Regions from separate parts of the Rattus norvegicus genome. Here region 1 is linked to region 2. Evidence: chromatin contacts called from public HiChIP or PLAC-seq data. All regions are on one chromosome and are shown on one strand. The core of a region is the stretch at or near the end of the contact, and the rest is flanking DNA. Distances in the headings are between cores, read along the strand shown. Region 1 holds the start of Tmx1 (thioredoxin-related transmembrane protein 1). Region 2 holds the start of Trim9 (tripartite motif-containing 9).

Region 1 (5,082 bases), core at 1,597-4,096, 100 kb after region 2:
TACCCCCCCCCCTTTTTTTAAAATTGAGGCCCCTGGATGACCTCATTTAAACTACCTCTTTAAAAACCCTATCTTTAGCTTGATGCCCCAGCATAGGGGAATGCCAGGGCAGTGAGGTGGGAATGGGTGGGTGGGTAGGGAAGCACCCTCACAGAAGCAAGGGGGAGGGGATGGGATAAGGGGTTTGCAGAGGAGAAACTGGGAAGGGGGATAACATTTGAAATGTAAATAAAGTAACCAATAAAATATTTAAAAAAAAAAACCAAAAAGATGTCACTGAGCTTTGTAGGGTTCTAAATGGGAACAGAAACAAGGGATATTTCATTTGACTTAGGTACTTTCTGTTGTGCAATTTTAAATAAAATGAATATAAGTTACTGGAACTCAAAAAAAAAAAAAAAGACCTTATCTTTAAATGCACTCTCAGTTCTGAATTACTGAGCATCAGGACTTCAGTGCATGAATTCCCAGAAACAGAACTGACCTGGGAACTACATAAACAAAAACTCACTAAAGGTTTCTGGAAATTGCAAACAATGAATGATGCTTTTGCTGCTGCTATTGTTGTTCCTTCAGTAGAACCGAGACCCTGGCATCCACCCCATCTCAAACTCCTGTTCTCTTATCACTTTCTTAGCCCAGGCCATTGTGGTGAAAACTCCACTGTAGGTGGGTGTGACCAAGAACACAGGGCTCCACCTCCTCTCCATTCCCAATCGAAAGACAGTGTCTGGTCAGGAGGGGAAGGTGACTGGCATCTTAATCTCTCCCAAGTCCAGGCCACAAGGACAGAATCTGTGATGCATTGCACACCACAGGCACAGTGAAGCTCTCGTTATGGCAGATGGAGACGTCTCCAGACGCCTCCTCAACCTTTTTGCCCATGTAATAGAGGCTATAGGCCATTAGAAGTAAGTCCAGAAAACCAGATCCTGCTGGTCTACACTGTGCAGAGAATGATGACTGAGGCTGCCTGTGCCCAGGAGAGTTAGTTCTGAACTCTTCCCAAAGTAATGGACTTTATTAAACAAGAGTACAGTCAAGCCTAAAGTCACTCTTTTATCTTTTTACCTTTTTTTTTTTTTTTTTTTGCCTAAAGTCACTCTTAAAAAAATTTTTTTCCCTTAAGAGCAAGATGCTAGTGCATAAGCCACTTAGTTCACCAGAGAGAACTAAGAAAGGAGACAATGAAGAATCATCTTGGGGTTAAAATAAATCTCAACCACTAACCTCAAAAACTATCTGCCAAAATTTATTAGACTTTGGAACAATTTATGCCCTGAGAATTAAAACAAAATAAAAACAAGCCATCTGTGAGCACTTCATGTAATATTACAGCTGGAAATAAGAAATGAGGCAGACACATCCCAAAAAGTGATAGCCAGTGAGCCCTGCTAAAACCACTACCATCACCCAGATTACCTGTGTACCCGCCCAGGGCTGTATTCTCTGAGAAACAGACTTCACTAGAATGGCCTTGCCAACTCACTAAACAATCAAACAAAATCAACAGAAGATGGAAGGCCACAAGGGGAATCACTATCCAGAATTGCGGACCTTAAAACCCTAGTTTCCAATAAGGTTTTGAGTTACACAAAGACAGGAAAATATAACCCTTCTACAGGAAGGCAAAGAGCATGCAGCAAAAGTTACTTATGAGAGGACCAAGAAATAACAAAGTCTTCCATTACGACTATGTTAGAGGAGATTCAAAGACTCATGCTTAAAGAGTTAAAGTAAGTCAATCACCAAGGACACACAAGATTCAATTAGTAAAGCAGGCAGGACAGAAAGTAGAAGCATGTTTGCAGAGGGCCAGGGTAAGGAGTGAATGGATGGACAGAAGGGGCTGGTGACTCCACATGAATAGGAAGATTTTTAAATTTGACTATGGTAACCATTGCCCATCTTGTGAATATACTAGGAACCACTGCATCATGTATCATGTAAAATTGTATGACATGTGAATTATATATTATTAATATTATGTTTAAAAACAAACACTAAGAACTCCAGAAAAAAAAAAAGATTATGGTCGACATCAATACCCAAATGATAGAAGGAAGAGACGGTGAACCCAACAGGTGGTTGATAAATTAGCAGTGTTGATTTGATTTGATCATCTCAAATGTAGTAGCATTCTCTTAAGAGTTTTTAAGGCAAGCAGCAGCACATTTCGGTCATAAAGAGATCCTTTGCCCTAAAACTAATAAAATCGATGCTGGAGAAAAACAAAACACGTCCTCAGAGGAACAAACCTACCCTGAGATGGATGGCCTAGCCACATTACGACAATAAAGCTGTACTGCTTAAACTATCTCTACGATGGAGGGTATGTATCTGCTGCTTACAACCACCCATCCCACTCTAAGCCTAGAAGCCTGGAGCTGCTGCAGCCATCTTGGCTTCTTCCGCGCACGCCTACTTTCCTTCTAAAGAGGCATCCCTCCACATCACCCCGAAATTGATTAGCACATGGCGTCGTGGGCCATCGGAATATTACAGGAGCAGTACATCCTACATTCAACTAAATGATGCTATTTTCAAAGGGGAACGTTACAGAGAAAACTGTCGTGGTGACCCTACTTGGCACTGGTGAGCACTACAGGGCCACTCATCTCGAACGCATCACCTTGATCCTTCCGCCTACCGCCCCTTTTAGCGCTTTTCGAGGGACCACAATGGGCAGCCTCCTTTTGCTCCTATGCACGGAAACAAAAGCACCTCCCTCTTCCCGTCTCCACCTTCCGCTAGGGGTCAGGACCCGGACATGCGCACTGAGTTGCTGGGGGGGGTGGGGCTCGCGCGCCTCGCAGGCTCGTTGTGCGCATGGGCGGAGCGGCCGCCAGAGCGGAAGTGGAGCTGCGGCGGGGCGGTGGGGCGGGAGCGCTCTGAGACTGGGCAAGTGGCTGACATGGCGCACTTGGGGCGTCTCCTGGTTCCCCTGGCAGCCCTGGTCCTGTTGCTCTGGGCGGTCCCTGGGGCTCACGGACGGCGGAGCAACGTGCGCGTCCTCACCGATGAGAACTGGACCTCATTGCTGGAAGGAGAGTGGATGATAGAATTGTGAGTGCGGGGCGGTTGTCTGGGTATCTGATGGTGGTGGCGGTGGCCTCCGCCGCCCCCTCCCTCAAGCTGCACACCTGACTGGCCCATCTTCCTCGGCCAGGTCTTGAGGTCCCAGCCTTCGCCGCCCCCAGCTCCAGGGTTGTTTCTTAACCGGGCGTATTACTTTTCTATCTAAGCGTACACCGAGCCTCGTCGTTGCTAAGCACTGTGGTGCGATTAAAGGATTACGTGCCACATCGAATTCTCTGGAACAGCCTGGCGGGTTTGAGGGTGGGATTGGGTGGGATGGAGGTCTTAGCTATGACTTTGATCTACCGCAGACATCTAGACTTTAAGTCTCCAAATTTTTACAAAAGATTATATTGAATAAAATATCGCTTTTAACCTGTCATTCGGAAATTGTTATATTTACCTATTTGTAATGCTTGAATTTTGAGCTCCTTTTTTTTTAATTTTGTGGATTAGTTATTTATTGTAAATGCCAAATAAATCGAAATGTATTTTAAAATATTTTATTTTATTTTCTCCTTGCCTACATTCATTTCTTTTGATATGAATCACATTTTTCCTTGGCGGTGCACGTTAGCAATTTAGAGAATGGCTTGAATTGTGACTTACAGGCCTGCGAATGGTATTGCGTATTTGTTGGTATGATTATTAATAGGCCCTTTAAAAAAACTCCAGTTCATCATTTACTATTCAAACAAGATCACTTATCTTGTGTGATGATTCTACTTCAATAATGTCCATTCTGCTGCTGTAGGAAATAAACTACCATTGGCTTTTGTTTTAGATGATAAATGGAATGGTTAGTTGACAGTGTTACTGGTGGCTAGCGTTATTGATCTGGCGGAAGCACCACTATTGAATGTTCATTGTTTCCTGGACACTACTCAGTACCTTTGTACACATTTTTTGGTAATTATTCTCCATATTCCTTATAGTAGTTAACCACTCCCATCCCCTGCTTTACAGATTGGCCTGTTCAGATGTCATAGTAGCTTTGTTGGAATTCAAGAGTAAATATATGCAGGCACTGTTGTTAGCAACCCCTCAGCAAGATTCTGGTGTTTTTCCATATTGTAGTTTATGTTTAGGGCCTCACGCTGAGGAGAAGATGGAAGTGAACGTCCTCAAGAAAGAACCCAGACGAGATCCATGATACCTGAGTCATAAAACAAAAGGAAATGTGGAAGCGTTTTTTATGGAGACTGTGACAGGGAAGACGCTCAGTGTTCTGGCAGTCAGTTTCCAGCAGAGGAACACTAACCAGTGCTGTTTGTTTTCAGTCATTGTCATGAATAGCAGTGTTAAAGCAGTAGTGATTATAAATTCATATGTAAAATATAGTCCAAGATTGCAGGAAGATACCTTTAAGCATTTTTTGTTACATTGTAAATGTAATATCCACAAAAGGTATGAAAGGGAATTAAAGCTACCACAACACTGAAAATGAGATAAAAACATCCATCTGAAATATGGATCTTGTTCTTCCCTTTTTCCTTGGCTAAAATTTGGGAGTTTTAAAGAACCTCGGGGGGGGGGGGGTACTGGAAGGGGTCAGTGATTAATTAAGAGGGGGGGAAGCTCTTAAAAAGCACTAAGAAACTGCACACTTGATAGTCATAATAGTCTACCCTTAATTACAAGTGAATTATTCTCTGTAAGTTCACTTCTGATAAGCTTTATTACAGAGCTGTTTTCATGGTACTTTTACTGTTTGACTTTTGTATGTAACACTGGTTTGCTGTATTTACATGCCTCTCTTAGAAACTTAATTTTCCTAAAACAGTTCATGAAAATGTGAGATCACAGTTTTTTAATATGTGTAGGCTTCGTTCCTCCTGGTTCTATAAACGGAAGCAAATTACAATGTGCAGTGAAATGGAAAAACAAAATTGTAAGGAAAACCTTGAAACTGGAATGATAGCTTCAGAGATGTGTTTTGAGTACTGGTGTCCTTGGCTGTTGGTGACAGGGTGCTGGCCAGTAGAGTTTTGTCCACTCTGCTCA
Region 2 (5,136 bases), core at 201-2,700:
GCTTCTGTCTCCCTGTCGGAGACAATCCCCTGAGGTCTATCCGCCCCCACCGCCCCCACCTGCCCTAGTCTCCTAGGCCCTCAGCCTACCCCATACCAGCGCATGCCCGGAGGCCTCTGCCACCCGCGCGCTTCCGCCAAGCCAAATAGGCTTTGCCCTACGGCGGCGGTGACCATAGATAGGCTGAAGACTGAAGAGGGGGCGGCCTGACCCAGCTCACAGGCAGAATGCCTGGGGAGGGAGACCCATGCTAAGGCATTCCTGCAACAGCTCTCTGGAGACATTCAACTTCCCTGCGTCGCCTCAAATGTCCCCAGAGCCTCCTGCAATGCACCACAACGCAAGGCAGACGCCGAAGGCACTTGCACGGCGCCCCCACTGGGATGCGCTGTCACCCTAAGAGGGAACCAGTGCTGCAAATCAGGAGGACCCAGGACGCGGGGAGTCAGGGGTGGGTTGCATAGGACTCACCTTGTGCAATTTCCACATAGCCCCCAAAGCCTTGACTTCGTGGCTGGAGTGTTTGCCCTCCTCCAAGCACTGGTAGCACACCGGCATCTTGCATTGCACACAGTACATGCTGTGGTTCTCCAGCTCGTGGTCTGTGCAGGTGGAGACCTTGCGCGGGCTCAGCCGTCGGCTTACGCGACCCTGGGCCGGGGGCACCAGACGGTGTTTGGCTAGGGGACCCCTCGGTGGGTGGCAGCGTAGACGGCAAGGGTCGCAGTAGAAGACATCGCACTGTTCGCACATGACCGTGGCTTCCTTGGGCGCCTTCTCACAGAGCTGGCACTTGAGGGCCGCGGCTTTGCTCTGTTGGTAGCGGTCGATGACCCCTTCCAGGACGCGGTTCTTGGGGAAGCCGCGGAGCCCCCGGTCATCCAGAATGAGGCTGCGGTGGCACTGGGGGCAGGTAATGCAGGAGTTGCGGGGCACAGGGGCCAAAGCCGGTGACAGGTGGGTGGGCGGTGGCGGCATAGCAGGGGGGAAAACACGGACGCCGTTGGGCGACTTCTGGCACGGGGTAGTGGGGGCGCTGGCGAAACCTCCGTAGGAGCCATAGCCGCTGTCCGCCTCGCTGTAAAGGCTCATCTTGTCCAGGTCCAGATAGTCATAGTCAGAAACCCCAGAGCCCGAGGCCCGGCGGCTCTGGGGGGACTCGGACTCCGGGGTCTGCACCAGGATGTTGCGGGCGCAAGCCTGGCATAAATTGTGAGAGCAGGGCAGGATGATGGGCTCCCGATAGAAGGAGCCACACACGGGGCATTTTAACTCTTCTTCCATCTCTTCCATGGGGACCTGGCTGGAAGCGAGGCAGCAGAGGCTGCGGCAAAGGGGGCCTGACCTGGCGAAGCAGTCGATAGGCCTGTGGTGTCCAGCACCTTGGCCAGCGGCGGCGGTGGTGGCGCCTTTCCGCGTCGCCTAGGCGCCGACTCCCCAGGACGCGCTCTCTCTGTGAGCGGTGGAGCGTCCGCGCTGCGCGCCAGCCCGGGCCCGCCCCCTTCCCGCTGCTAGCCCCACCCCGCCAGGGAGCCGAGGCTCATCGGACGGCGGCCGTGAGAGCTGCGTTCTCATTGGCTTCCCGCCCTGTCCGTCTCCCCTTCTCTGCAGGCCGCAGGGGGCTCAGTGAGTCGGAGCTGGAGCAGCCGCTTGGCTTGCTGAAGCTGGCGCGGGATTTTGGGAGGGGGCTGGAGCAAGGGCCGAGAAGGAGAAGTGGGGCGGGATGATTCATCCCTTTCCACCCCCACCCCCCACACGCTTCCTTCTGAGCTCGAGTGCAGTCACCCGGGAGCAGGGGGCGTGAGAACCCCTCCCAATCGTGAGTGGGCTGCTGTTGCCTGTCGCCGGCGCTTGGGGCTTGCCTTCCAGCTCTAGTCTGCGCGCCGACCCACCCCTTCTCCTTCCGCTGCTGGCATCAAGCTGGCACCTCCCCCGTGCCTTCCTGGGGGCTTTTGGGCTTTTCTCCAGCACTCAGAAGCAGCTGGAGCGCCCGCATCCATCGTGTTTGGGGGAGATGGTTGTGTGTCATGGCTGCAGTGCCCCCTTCTTGCGCTCCCCCCCCTCCCCGGTAGCTTTTTCCCTACTCCGAGGCAAAGGCTCAGTATTCCTCCAAAAGCTGTACCACCATCGCTACATGTTTTAAATGTGTGGAGGCCCCTACGCCTTGGAGTGAAGGTACCTAGGTTCTTCTCACCCTCCCAGCCTCTCGAAGCTCATCCCTCAGCATCTGGCTGGGTTTTAGAGAGGCCCCAGGAACATTAGTTGAGTTGAAGCAGGCAGAGTTTGTGTGTTTCTGAGTGCTATTGTTTGGAAACTAGCTATGTGAACGAATTGCTATGGCATTGCAGATTCCAATGTTTGATTCCAAACGATATTATCCAATGTCACATGCCCTTAGCATCTACCATAAATTCCAGAATAGGGGGCGGGGTGTTATTTTTGCTTCTGTGAGGTAATGAAGGAATCTAATGATAGCCCTTGTATTCTAACCGATTTCTCTTTTCCCCAAATCGTGCTAGAGATAATGGATCCTGCCCCTTGCCTGCATAACCCTTAAATGAGGACGACGATAGAATCTTTGAATCAATATATCAGCCTGTTACTCAATGGGTAGAATCTTTGAATCCAGTGACATTCCAAGGAAGTAATTTATCTTGGGGGCACACATAGTTAATTTTCTGAGTGATTCATAAAACAAGTGACAAAAATGGTTTTCAAGTCCCGTGGGATCTTCCAAATTTTCAACTTCCAGTAGATAACGATTATTCATAGCTTCATTTATAATTTAAAAGCACTTTTTTTTGTCCAGGGAAAAGAAGTACTTTCTATAATCTTTGATTTTTGGAGAAATAGTACAAATAAATTGGATTATCTCGCAAATATATTTTTTAGCACAATGACTACAGTAGTTGATCATTGGTTGTGTGGGAGGAAGAATTCACATTGTTATTTAAAACTATGTTAGTCACAAATCCTACAGGGTTTATTTCTAACCCATATTTTAATTAGTTGAGACCAGAGCTGCTAAGGTATATGCAATCTGTTTACAGGCAAAGAGTTTCTTCAGATTTGATTGGGGGCATTATCTATATTAGTGCAGGATACAAAGACTACATTAGTCCAAAGACACTTTGCTCATGCTAAGTGATTGATTCTTAAGAAATTGGTGGAGAGGGTCATCCACCCTTGCATGTTACAATACTTTCATGCATTTTGCATTCGCTTGTGCAAGTCAGGGAAACCTTGGCTGGCAAAGTAAGGAGCTGTCATTCTTCTGGAGTCTGGGCTTTGCCTACCACGGTATACCATGAAGGAGGTCTGGGGATTAACTAGGGTATGCCGTGTAAGAGGTCCAGTCATTAGCAGACAGGCTACCCTTGGTTCACAGCAAAGGGTGGGTGGTCTGAGGGACTGTCCAATGGTAGGATTCAGTGTCAGGTACAAATACCCTCAATACGATGCAGACTTACGGAACAGTTGATCAATTAGGAAATAGCTTAAGATGAGTTAGCGTTGGGTGTGTTTGGTCAGGAACTAGCACATCAGTCACTCCTAGAGAGCTCTCCAAATGGCTGCCTTTTGACTCTTCCAGACATCATGACTTGAGTCAGTCCCCGTAATTAGAACAGTTATTCCCGTTTTTCAGATTAATGAACTGACTTTCACGATCCAGTACTGGTGAGGCTAGTATTAGAACCCAAGAAAGGGAAGGTTGTAGTTCCTTTTCTTCATTCACCAAGTAAATACTGAGTCCAGATTTTGTCAGGTCCCCACATAACAAAACCTGAAATATTCAACTTTTGCTATCCCACTTAGCTTCTCCGAGAGTTTACCATTTTTAAAATTAATTTCTCTATTTTTGTTAGGCCTTTGAAGATGTCCTCTTGTGTTGTACTACTTGACCATGATGTACTTTAAAGCCCACCACCCCGGGTTATCTTTAAAGGGGAATTTAAGAAATCTGAATGCGATTGGTGACATTGTAGAATGTCAGCCCGCTGGGAGATTGTTTTCTGTTCCAGCTGGTGGTTGACCGTGCCCTGGAGTGTGGGATTGCTGGTCCTGTAGTTTCATCATCCCTGGTAATGACTGCAGCTGTTCTCGTTTGTGTAAATACCGGATACGATCCCATGAAACTTACCATTCGCCCGAACGATGTTCTTCAGCAATGAGGAGAGCAAATTGGAGGAGCACTGGCAGCTTTTCCACTCTTAAAGGAAAGATGAATGTTTTCTAATGAAAACTACAATTGCTTTTGTATTTCTTAAACTGTAATGCTTGGTGGCTAATTCTGTATTCTCTCTGAGTTAAAGAACAAACACAAGGAAGGAGGTATTTTCTGGTATCCCTCCCTGTTCTCATTTAGAGCCATTTGTCTTCAGATTTGTGGGTGTGGGGAGGAGGGGGTGGTTCTTCAGCACCATGTCCACCTCTGTGCAGTCATGCTTCCCACCGTGATGATAATGGACTAAACTTCCGTACCTGTGAGCCAGCCGCAGTGAAATGCTGTCCTTTCTAAGAGTCACCATGGTCATGGCCTCTTCTGCCAATAGAAACCTTAACTAAGACAGGACCCCAAAGTGGAATTAGAACAATAGCTGCTAGTGCCCAGTTTCTGGATGAGCTCAAACCAGCTTCAGGGCCTTCTTCACTTAGGAGCCGTGCTCAGAATACTCGATGATAGGGGTACTTAAGCCCAGATTCATATTTATGCATGTTACACATCTAGTTATAGCAGGCTGAATTCTGGGTAAAACGGGCTTCTAAGAAAAAAGCATACCCCCCTTTCCTGGAAGTGCTTACCCAAGGAGAGGCACAAGGAGAAGAGACTGAAAGTCTCCCCTCTGCCAAGGATGAGTCATCGTTGCTCAGTTCAGCTCATGGCCTTTTCTTTTTCTAAAGAGTGTATTCTTGCTTCCTTGCCTGCTCCAATTAATCTTTTGAGATTTGGATCCACTGTTTCCCCTCTGAATTCTTCTCTTTCAGGAGTATGAGGGTCGAGTACTACTGACATAGAGACCAGAGAAAAATAGGGGTGTTATGCACCTTGGATTAGGAGAGTGCCCATCAATATTGTTAACTGAGACAAGTAGTTTGCATTGGAATTGTTTTACTTTTGTGTTGCTGGAACAAGAA

Evidence for each region. HiChIP or PLAC-seq counts read pairs in DNA pulled down with a chosen protein or histone mark.
Region 1: an H3K27ac HiChIP or PLAC-seq map of oligodendrocytes shows a contact between it and region 2, with 4 times the contacts expected there. The contact joins the promoter of Tmx1 here to the promoter of Trim9 in region 2. A contact is called at or near these places in 1 of 12 Hi-C or Micro-C datasets (kidney) and 1 of 1 datasets of contacts at active chromatin or transcription factors (oligodendrocytes).

Annotation. Positions count from the first base shown.
Region 1 is chr6:94,693,853-94,698,934 of GRCr8, forward strand. Tmx1 (thioredoxin-related transmembrane protein 1) reads left to right here and starts at 2,847. Exons shown (of 8, transcript NM_001024800.2): 1 at 2,847-3,066. The coding sequence starts at 2,915. LOC102551922 (a long non-coding RNA gene) reads right to left here and starts at 2,855. Exons shown (of 2, transcript XR_593062.4): 1 at 2,587-2,855.
Region 2 is chr6:94,591,101-94,596,236 of GRCr8, forward strand. It overlaps Trim9 (tripartite motif-containing 9), which reads right to left and starts at 1,451. Exons shown (of 10, transcript NM_130420.1): 1 at 472-1,451. The coding sequence starts at 1,293. LOC102549102 (a long non-coding RNA gene) reads left to right here and starts at 1,635. Exons shown (of 5, transcript XR_010052260.1): 1 at 1,635-5,136.